Regions from separate parts of the Pan troglodytes genome. Here regions 1 and 3 are each linked to region 2. Evidence: chromatin contacts called from public HiChIP or PLAC-seq data. All regions are on one chromosome and are shown on one strand. Each heading gives the region's core, a stretch centred on a gene start, on an enhancer-like site or on the middle of the called end of the contact. The rest is flanking DNA. Distances are from core to core; before and after follow the strand shown.

Region 1 (3,121 bases), core at 128-2,627, 230 kb after region 2:
CCACACGCACGATGACGTCAAACGCTGCTATGGCAACCGTTGATTGGTGCCCACAGCGATCGGGGCCCCGCGCAATCGCCGCTCCCCGGCGCTCGTCCTGCCCGCCCGCGCTGGAGGGCGAGCGGAGGCGCGCGCGTCCTCGCCCGCAGCCGCCACTCCTCCCACCCCGCTCGGCTTCCAGCTCCTCTACGCTTGTCCCGAGTGCACCTAGGGCAGGAGGCTGCTTTTTTCCTTTTCCTCCCCAACGCAAATCCCCCACTCCTCGCCTTCCCTTTGGGTCCCCAACGCCCTCTCTCTCCCTCTCCCCTGCAGCCTCTGCCGGCCCACTCTTCCTCTCAGCCGGCGGGAAGGCGTTCTCTCCCTACCCCCACCTTAGCTTTCGCTCAGCCCGTCTGCGCTTGCCCCAGTCACTCCCTCTGGAAGGGGCTCCCGTTCAGCAACATCCGGGACCTTTCACATCCCCCCACCCCTCCCCGAGGCCCGGCCCGCCCCGCCCTCCGTGCTTCGCGGTAGTAACTGCCCCAGGGCCGTCCCCGGGCAGGATGACAAGGGTGGCTCGGCGGCTCCGGCATTGTGATCAGGACTTGCGGGGTGGGGGCCCCGGGGCGGGGGCAGGGCGCGGTCGCACGGCAAGGGAGTGTTGTGTGTGGTGCGCTCCCCCCCGCCCCGCCCGCCGCTCCCCTTCCCCGGCTGGGCCGACCGGGGCGCGCGGCCCCTCTCGGCCTCCCTCCCGCCGCCGCGGCTTTACCTGCTGGCTCGGGGGAAGCGGTCCTAGACCTTTTATGGCTCGGAAACGGGAGTGAGGCGTCCAGCCCCTGAGTGTGGCTGAGTGATGGGGAGGCGTTCCAATCGAGAGCGCGGGATCTGCGCTCGGTGACTGCGCGAGGGGACAATGGGTGGGCGCCGAGGTGGGGGCGAGGTGGGCCGGGCCGGGCGGAGCCGGCAGGAGGTGAGGCCTGGAAGGAGGCGCGGCCGCTTTAGGGAAGCCAGAGTTCCGAGGGGAAAAGACAGCCTTCTCCGGCGGAGGGCTGGAGCTGGTCCTGGCAGCCTTGACCCGGAGACAGGCAGTCAGGCGTGACCGCACGGACCCGTTTCTCGTAGGCTAGGTTTTCCTACCCAAATAAAGCTTTCACGTGAAGACCTCATACTGCACATGACGATCATTACCTTTTTATCTCCTAGAAGCAAAGTTTGAGGGACGTCGTAGTCCCCAGGGTTCCAGCTGGCGGTGGGACTGGGCCACAGGCCGGGTGATGACCCGGGACGGGAGCCCGGAAGAAGGGGAAGGAGAAAGGCGGAAATTGCAGGTGCCTGAACCGGTAGGGCCTCCGCCCAGTTGACTTCAGGAAGTTCAGAGAGAAACATTCACAGTGTGAATGATCTCTGCCCCTTCCCTCTTTAAATGTGTTCGGGCTAAGAAAAGATTAGTGCTTGGATGACCTGCAAAACCACTTGCAACAGCCATGGAGAGTGTACGGTTAGCAATGAGAAAGCTTGGAACTCTTCATTTTACTCTTGTGTAAACTCCCCATTGATTCTTCCAACGTATCTTTATTGAGCTGACCAGAGCCTCCGTTTAGCCTCATGTTCTCTACAGAATTTAGTTTCTCAGTAGTAGACACGAAATGATTGAGTCCTCGCTCTTCCAGTACATTGTCTTTCCTACACAATACAGTGGACCACAAGGCTGCTCTACAAATTACTTTTTGCCTGACATGACAGCTGGCATTTAGATAGTACAGACCAGAAAGAGGGTTTCCAGTGACCAGTTATATTTTAGTGGGTTTTTTTGTTGTTGCTTTTCACAAGTTGCCAAATCACAGACTCATGGTAGCTTAAATGGATAAACAAATTGGAGTTTTATTTCTGAGATGTTAGGGTCAACTAGCTTTGACTCCCAAGTAAATTCTTTTAGGGCGTGACTCACTTAAAATGAGTAATATTTCAAAAGCTATTTTTTTACAGTTTTTTCCAGTTTTGTAGTAGGCACCAGAAATTTGACAGAGGATACTAAGTTAAACGTTTTTTTAAAATGGAAATTGATGTTTCTTTAATGTCTCAAATATATGTCTATGTAGAGTATATGCCTTTTGTTTTAGAGGAAGTTAAGGGGTTTTTCTGTATAAATGTGGATTTACTTCAGGAAACAGCTAAGTTAGGCTTTTGCCTCATGCTTTAATAGCAAGGCATTTTTTAGTGCAACAATAGGCACTGTTAGGTTTTACATACTCAAGTCAATGTGTCTGCACAATAAAGATATAATGAAGCTGCAAGAAAGGAACGGGATGTTATGAAAGCCCTGAGGAAAAGATCTTTTAAGAAATAAGGAATAACCTGTGGCATACAGAGCAGAATAAATAGAACCTATGAACCCTGGGAACGTTGCTGGAGACTTTCACTAATACCCTGACCTGTATTTTCTTCAATGCGCAACTCTTACCTCACTCAAGTTGGTTAACCTCTATGTGCTTTGATAGCCACGGCAATAAAATACTGGCAACAAAAACACTTAACTCATCAGGTGATGCTGAGGATTAAACGAATATACACATACATATATTTCTTAGAGTAACCTAGCTATTATTCATTTGTAAATGGATATATCTGATTGATATCTCTAGTGTTCAAAGGATTGTAAAGATAAAATGAAACTATTTTCTTTTTGATTTTTAGGAAACTTCAGTAGCAGAAAGAAACCATATTTTTAAAGTATCTTTTAGAAGTAGAAATGCCTATTTGTGTTTCTTAGTGCTGAGACATGAGTGATGAGGGTGAATATTGATTCATTCCTCTATAGGGGACTGCAATGATCTCTTCAGAGCTATACATCAATATATAATGCTATACATTAAAATGAGAAAAAGCCCAAGCACAGTGGTTCACTCTCATTATCTCAGCACTTTGGGAGGCAGGCAGATAGCTTGAGTCCACGGGTTCAAGACCAGCCTGGGCAACATGGCAAGACCCCTTCTCTACAAAAAATACAAAAAGTAGCTGGACATGGTGGCATGTGCCTGCGGTCCCAGCTACTGGGGAGGCTGAGGTGGGAGGATCATTTGAGCCCGGAAGGTAGAGGCTGCAGTTAGCTGTGATTGTGTCACTACACTACAGCCTGGGCAAC
Region 2 (3,271 bases), core at 680-3,179:
ATTTTTCGAGCACAGAACTGCACTTCCTCCCCAGGCTGGGGCGCCGGCAGGAGCTCCGGGTGGTGGGAGCGCCTCCACCTCTTACCCACGAAAGGAGCTCAGCGCTCAACGCCCCAGAATCCCGGGGCCACTGGCGGGAGCGCCGCGGAGGAACCGAATCTCACCCACCCTCCCGGCGCGTCATCACCCTAAAGTTTGAGAGCGTCTGAGGCCGAGAAAATGGTCGCAAAGGAGGAAGTAGCCGGGCGTGTGGTTGCCGGCAGCGCGGGTCCCCGCCGGCTCGGGAAACGCGGCTCCAGGGACCCCGGCGCCTTCCCGCCGGCCGTCGCGGGGTGACATGCCCTCCCGCCCCCCGCCCCGGGCCCGCCGGCCTACCCCGCCCGCCGCCGCCGCCCGAGCCTCATGGCCGCCCGCCCGCCCGGCCGACCGCGGAGCCCGGCGCTCACCGTCCGCCGGCTGCTGGAAGTTCACATACGCGTAGCCCAAGGAGCGGCGGGTGATCATGTCCCTGCAGACCCGGATGGAGAGGATGGGCCCGGCCGGGCTGAACTTCTCGTAGAGCATCGCCTCGGTCACGTCGGGGTGGAGGTCCCCCACGTAGAGCGAGGCCATGGGGTAGCTGGGGGCGCTGGGGTTCATCTCGGCACGGCTGCCCGCAGGGCCACAGGCCGCGACCTTTCCGTGAGAGGAGGAGAGCGAGTGCCGGGGCTGGGGGCCGGAGCCGGGGGGAGGGGAGCGGGGAGCAAGCGCAGAGGGACAAAAATCAACCGGAATTGAAAACTACTCAACGGCCGCAGAACGGGGTCGATCCACTGCCGCTGGCTGCCGGCTGCCGGCGGGGAGCGAGGGTGGCGGTGTCGGGTCCGGGCAGCGGGAAGGCCTCGGTCTCTTGGTTCCTTCTTGGAGCTGCTGCGGGGCCGCGGGCGGGCGGGTCGGTCTCGGCTGCTTCACCGGGTTATTTTATAAAAGAGGAAGAAAAAAAATAAAAGTCTCCGGCGGGGGAGACGCGGAATTTTTGTAAATTTTTTTGGGGTTTTTTAAAAGATTTTTTAAGATTTTTTTTGGATTTTTTAATAATAAATGTGTGTTCCGAGCCCGGAGCACACACTCCGCACTCTCAGCACTAACCGCCGGGGAGAAGGGGAAGCACCGCCTCCTGCACCCTCTACTTATACCCCGCGCCGCACTCGCCCCGCCCCCGCGCGTCTGACGCCAGGGCCCCTACGCGAGCGTCAGCGCCGGAGTAGGAGGAGACGCGGAGGCCAGGGGGAGGAGGGAAGAGAAAACAGGAGGAAAGAGCTGAGAGGAAGGGAGAGGTGGCGGCGGTGGAGGCTGCGGTGTGGGGGTGGGGCTCTGGCGAAGGGGCGGGGCTTTTGCGCAGGCGCCGCGGCCCGGGAAGCGGGGCTCGCGCTGCGTCGCGTCCGCGGGGGTGGGGAGGGCGGCTCGCAGGCGGTCCTCGGGGGTGTTGACTGAGGCGGCCCCGCCTTCCGCCCCGCCCGCCCCTGCCTCCACCAGGAGGAGCGTTAACCCGTCACCGCGGCGGTGGGCGGTGCAAGGGGCTTCCGGGTTCCTCCGCGCCAACCACCCCCCACGTGCGCGGCCGCCTGTGGCCTCCTCCCGCTGCGGCCGGCCCGGCTCCTCTAGCCCCAGCTCCGGGGGACGCCGGGCACGGGTGAGCGGGCGTGGTCCCCTCCGGGCCCGGTTTCCGAAACGTGCGTAGATGGAGCCAGCGTGGCCCCCTGCTCTCTCCTACCCGGACCGCACTACGAGTCCCAGCGGGCACCGCCGCCACGCGCGTCGGCCGCAGAAGCGGTGCCTGCTGGGAGCTGGAGTCCCCAACGGCCGCGGCGCTCGCTGACACCAACTGGCTGCGCGGGTCCTGGCCGCCCGCTCCGGGACCCCTCAACCGTCCTGCGCGCTGGACCCCGGCACCTCTGGAGCTCCCGGCGCGGGGTGGGGGGGCAGGGAGAGAGAGGGGAGGGCCCCTCGGGTTCCTCGTCCTCTTCTTTTCCAGCCCGACCCTCCTCCGTGTCTTCACTGGACGTTGTCGTTGGTCAGAGTGGCTTTAATATGGGATAGCTGTGTTGGGGGTCTTTGGTCACTTCTTACCTTAAGGTGCTAGGCTGGAATCATTGATTTGTGCTGCTTCTGCCAGACATTTCTTGGCGATAGAAACCAGGAGTGGAGAAAAGTGAATGTTTTTCCTGAAAGTACGGGTTTGTCACAGTCACTACTATATGGCACCACAGCCCTGCAACCAGACAAAATTAGGAATAGTCTAAAACAACGTCCTTATAAATAACTAAAACAATTCTGCACATTAGTAGTGGGTTTTAATAGGAATGCTAAATTTAACGAATTGATAGTAATAAAAACCGGCTCTAGGAATGACATTAAATCAACATACAAATTCCACTCGAAAGTAGTAAAGTGCTTTTACAGGTTTTAAAGCACTCGCGTAAACATACTATCATTTGTTCCTGAGAGCAATCTTGTGTGGGAGGTGGAGCAAGTAGTAATAATTTTACTTTACTGTTACAGGAACAGTCTCAAAGAAGTTAAATGATTGCCCAATTTATTCCTTAATTCAATAAACTTTAATGGATGTCAACTGTATTGCTAGGTGTGGAATTAAGTACTTTATATCTGTTCTCATTTAATTAGAATTTAAACCAGTGGAATCCCACATAAATACTATTTTGCTCCTATTAAAAAGAGGATAAAATGTGACCGGGCGCGGTGGCTCACTCCTGTAATTCCAGCACTTTGGGAGGCTGACGCACGCTGATCACATGAGGTCAGGAGTTCGAGACCAGCCTGGCCAACATGGTGAAACCCCGTCTCTACTAAAAATACAAAAAGTAGCCAGGCGCGGTGGCTCACGCCTGTAATCCCAGCACTTTGAGAAGCCGAGGGGGGCAGATCACGAGGTCAAGAGATCGAGACCATCCTGGCCAACATGGTGAAACCCCGTCTCTACTAAAAATACAAAAATTAGCTGGGCGTGGTAGCGCACGCCTATAGTCCCAGCTACTCGGGAGCCTGAGGCAGGAGAATCGCTTGAACCCGGGAGGCGGAGGTTGCAGTGAGCCAGGATTGCGTCACTGCACTCCAGCCTGGTGACAGAGCGAGACTCAAATAAATAAAAAATAAACAGTTGATAGGCTTCCAGGGCAGCTTGACAGGCAGTGATGCCCTGGATGGTAAGTGGAAGCATTCTCATCACTAGAAAAGGATATTAGTGCTTTGTAGGTGAATACATAGTTTGGGA
Region 3 (3,263 bases), core at 221-2,720, 160 kb before region 2:
CGCCGCGAAAGCACCGTCTCGCCCCGGCCGAGCAGCTGGACCTGCGGCGGGGCTTCCGCGCTCACCCTCCGATTAACCGCGAGCCAGGGCTGCCCGCGCTGCCCAGGGGTTCCCCGGACCACAGCCCTAACCCGCAAGCGCAAACGAGAACCCTCGCAGGCCTCTGCCCGGCCCTCGTGAACACACAGACCGCGAAGAAGCCATCACGGACCCGCGGTCGCTTCCTCGGCCCGGCTCCCTCCAGTCGCCGCGGAAGGTGTGGGAAGCCCGGGCACCCTCGCCCCTCAGGGCCCCGGCCAGGCCTGCTGGACCTCCAATGCTACAGGGACGGTGCAGGAGATATCAAGTGGCTCTAGCCCAGGCGCTGCCCACAGGCCCCGGGCCAAGTACCTGCGACTCGAACGAGCAGCAGCGACAGCAACAGCAGCAGCTTCAAGGCGGCGGTGACGGGCGGAGGGGAGGGGCCAGACAGGGGTAGTCGGAGTCCCCGCTGGGCCAGAGCGGTCTCGCGCTGCAGCCCCCGGCGCGCCCCCTGCAGGTGGGCGGTCCTCACGGTGGCTCGGGCTGCTCTGAGTCAGAGACTCCGGGAAAGCCTGCTCTGAATTAGGGAAAGCATCAAAACTGTGGCTTCAGAAGAGAAAGACAGCCTAGAAGAGGTTTATCCGATCTGAGTCCGGGAGCATTTTGCACTTTTCACGTCCTGTTCTAAATTCACATCCCATCCCCTTAGCTAAATGGGGGCTTCAAAGGCAAGGGCAGTTTCATTGGGTGCTATAAGCATCAATTAATAGTTGCTGGCCTCTAGGTAGGTCTTCTATAGACCCCAAATTGACATATTAGGAATAGCCACTAATGATTGGCTGCGCTATTTCTAAAATATAACCCTGCATTTTTACTTTTTTCAAAAGCAGTTTGAATCTTTTTTTTTTTTTTTTTTTTTAGACGGAGTCTCACTCTGTCGCCCAGGCTGGAGTGCAGTTGCTCAACCTCGGCTCACTGCAAACTCCAACTCCGCCTTCCGGGTTCAAGCGATTCGCAGTTTGAATCCTTCCTTCCTACTTTGTAGGGTTCCTTGACTTATTGCAACATGTACAGCCAAGACTAACTAAAAGTGTGGTGGGACATTCATATGCTGGAAACATTCTTTCATGCAAAACTAGTTTTTTCTTTTTTTCATTTTACCAACTCCAGTCCTACAGCCAAGACAACTCTCACTGCACAGTGACCGTCCTCTGAATTCTAGCACCCTCATCCAACCAAGCCACCCTCTATGGCAAACTTGTCCAACCCCTGGCCCACACCTGCAGGCTGCATGCAGCCAAGACAGTTTAGAATGCAGCCCAACACAAATTAATAAACTCTCTTAAAACATTATGAGTTTTTTTTTTTTTTTTGCAATTTTTTTTTAGCTCATCAACAATTGCTGGTGTTAGTGTATTTTATGTGTGGCCCAAGACAATTCTTCTTCCAATGTGGCCCAGGGAAGCCAAAAGATTGGACACCCCTGCTCTAGGGTATCTCATGGTTCATTCATTTAAGGACCACCTACACCGTCTAATAATTTGTTCTTGAAAATGTCATGTAAATGTTTAGGACTATTGTCATATTAGAGGAGATCACTATTACATTTCTTTCATGTAAGAATTATAAGATCTGGCCATGCACGGTGGCTCACACCTGTAATCCCAGCACTTTGGGACGCTGGGGAGGACAGATCACTTGAGGTCAGGAGTTCGAGACCAGCCGGACCAACATGGTGAAACCTTGGCTCTACAAAAATACAAAAATTAGCCAGGCATGGTGTTGCACACCTGTAATCCCAGCTACTCAGGAGGCTGAGGCACAAGAATCCTTGAACCCCAAAAGGCGGAGGTCACAATGAGCCGAGATCTCACCACTGCACTCCAGCCTGGGTGACAGAACAAGACTCCATCTCAAAAAAAAAAAGTTATAAGATCTTAGGGCATTTCACATTTTATTGTGCTATGACTAATCAGCAATATTACTTGTTAAATTGATGACATTTATTAATCAGTTTGTTATCGATGTCCTCCTTCTGGTTGTGTGTTGAGTTTATAATATCTTCACTGATGCCTATAAACTATGACAAATTAGCAAGGAAATTAAAGCTTTTCCCAATGTATTAATAAGATTTACTCTTCATTATTTGACTCATCCAACAATCTGAGAGCCTCTCCATTACTTCTATTCAAATTTATCTCTTCCTCTTCATGAATTACTGCTTTTGATTGATATGAAAAAATGTAGGGATGGTGAAGACAGCTTTTTTCTCTGACGGGATTAAAGTGAACTGCATGCTGCACATATTCTATGACTCCTTCATGTTACCACACCTGGGCACTTTGACACAGTGGCTGTTAGGAGCTGATATGGTTTGGCTGTGTCCCTGCCCAAAATCTCATCTTGAATTATAATAATACCCATATGTCAAGGGCAGGACCAGGTGAAGATAATTGAATCATGGGGGCAGTTTCCCCTATGCTGTTCTCATGAGAGCACATGAGTTCTCATGAGATCTGATGGTTTTATAAGGGGCTTCTCCTTTTGCTCAGCACTCATTCTGTCTCCTACCACCCTGTCAAGAAGTGCCTTCTGCCATGATTGTAAGTTTCCTAAGGCTGCCCCAGCCATGCAGAATTGTGATTCAACTGAGTCAATCACACCTCTTTTCTTATAAATTACTCAGTCTTAGGTATTTCTTCATAGCAGTGTGAGAACGGACTAATACAGGAGCATTCGCAGAAGCCATTCCTACTCTCCAGCAATAACTTAATGGTGCATGGAAGTGACCACGAACCACATGAACGTCTCCCATTAAATGCAAACCAAAGTACCCCCAGCTGCATTTCTGCTTAGCTGGATCCCAAAAATGCCTGTAGTCACTCCAATGTTAGCCAGTAGAAGAATACTCCGGAAGTCTGAGTGGAAAGAGAGAAATCTTAATCAATTGTAGGTAAAGTATTTTAATTTTGCAAGCTTTACAAAAACATATAACCATATCAGCACTGCTTCCCAGGGCCTTGGAAGGGGCCTGAACAAGGGAGGGCTATATATTGGTTTCCTATTGTCATTGTAACAAATTACCCTAAATTTAATACTTTAAAACAAGGATTATTTTACATTTCAAGAGGTGAGAAGTCCAAAATCAGTTTCACTGAGCTAAAATCAAAGTGCGGGAAGTGCTTTCCTTCTGGAGATTCTCAGGAGAGTTGGTTGCCATGCCTTCTCCAGCTCCTAGAGGC

What was found. HiChIP or PLAC-seq counts read pairs in DNA pulled down with a chosen protein or histone mark.
Region 1: an H3K4me3 HiChIP or PLAC-seq map of stem cell-derived excitatory neurons shows a contact between it and region 2, with 2.6 times the contacts expected there. The contact joins the promoter of YWHAZ here to the promoter of PABPC1 in region 2. A contact is called at or near these places in 1 of 7 Hi-C or Micro-C datasets (stem cell-derived neural progenitor cells) and 1 of 1 datasets of contacts at active chromatin or transcription factors (stem cell-derived excitatory neurons).
Region 3: a contact with region 2 is called in an H3K4me3 HiChIP or PLAC-seq map of stem cell-derived excitatory neurons, with 7 times the contacts expected there. The contact joins the promoter of ANKRD46 here to the promoter of PABPC1 in region 2. A contact is called at or near these places in 2 of 7 Hi-C or Micro-C datasets (blood and stem cell-derived neural progenitor cells) and 1 of 1 datasets of contacts at active chromatin or transcription factors (stem cell-derived excitatory neurons).

What each region holds. Positions count from the first base shown.
Region 1 is chr7:111,194,109-111,197,229 of NHGRI_mPanTro3-v2.0_pri, forward strand. It overlaps YWHAZ (tyrosine 3-monooxygenase/tryptophan 5-monooxygenase activation protein zeta), which reads right to left and starts at 1,378. Exons shown (of 6, transcript XM_003951316.6): 1 at 1,168-1,378.
Region 2 is chr7:110,964,876-110,968,146 of NHGRI_mPanTro3-v2.0_pri, forward strand. It overlaps PABPC1 (poly(A) binding protein cytoplasmic 1), which reads right to left and starts at 1,930. Exons shown (of 17, transcript XM_063817334.1): 1 at 1,754-1,930; 2 at 790-942; 3 at 447-675. The coding sequence starts at 639.
Region 3 is chr7:110,803,915-110,807,177 of NHGRI_mPanTro3-v2.0_pri, forward strand. ANKRD46 (ankyrin repeat domain 46) reads right to left here and starts at 1,471. Exons shown (of 6, transcript XM_001152837.8): 1 at 391-1,471.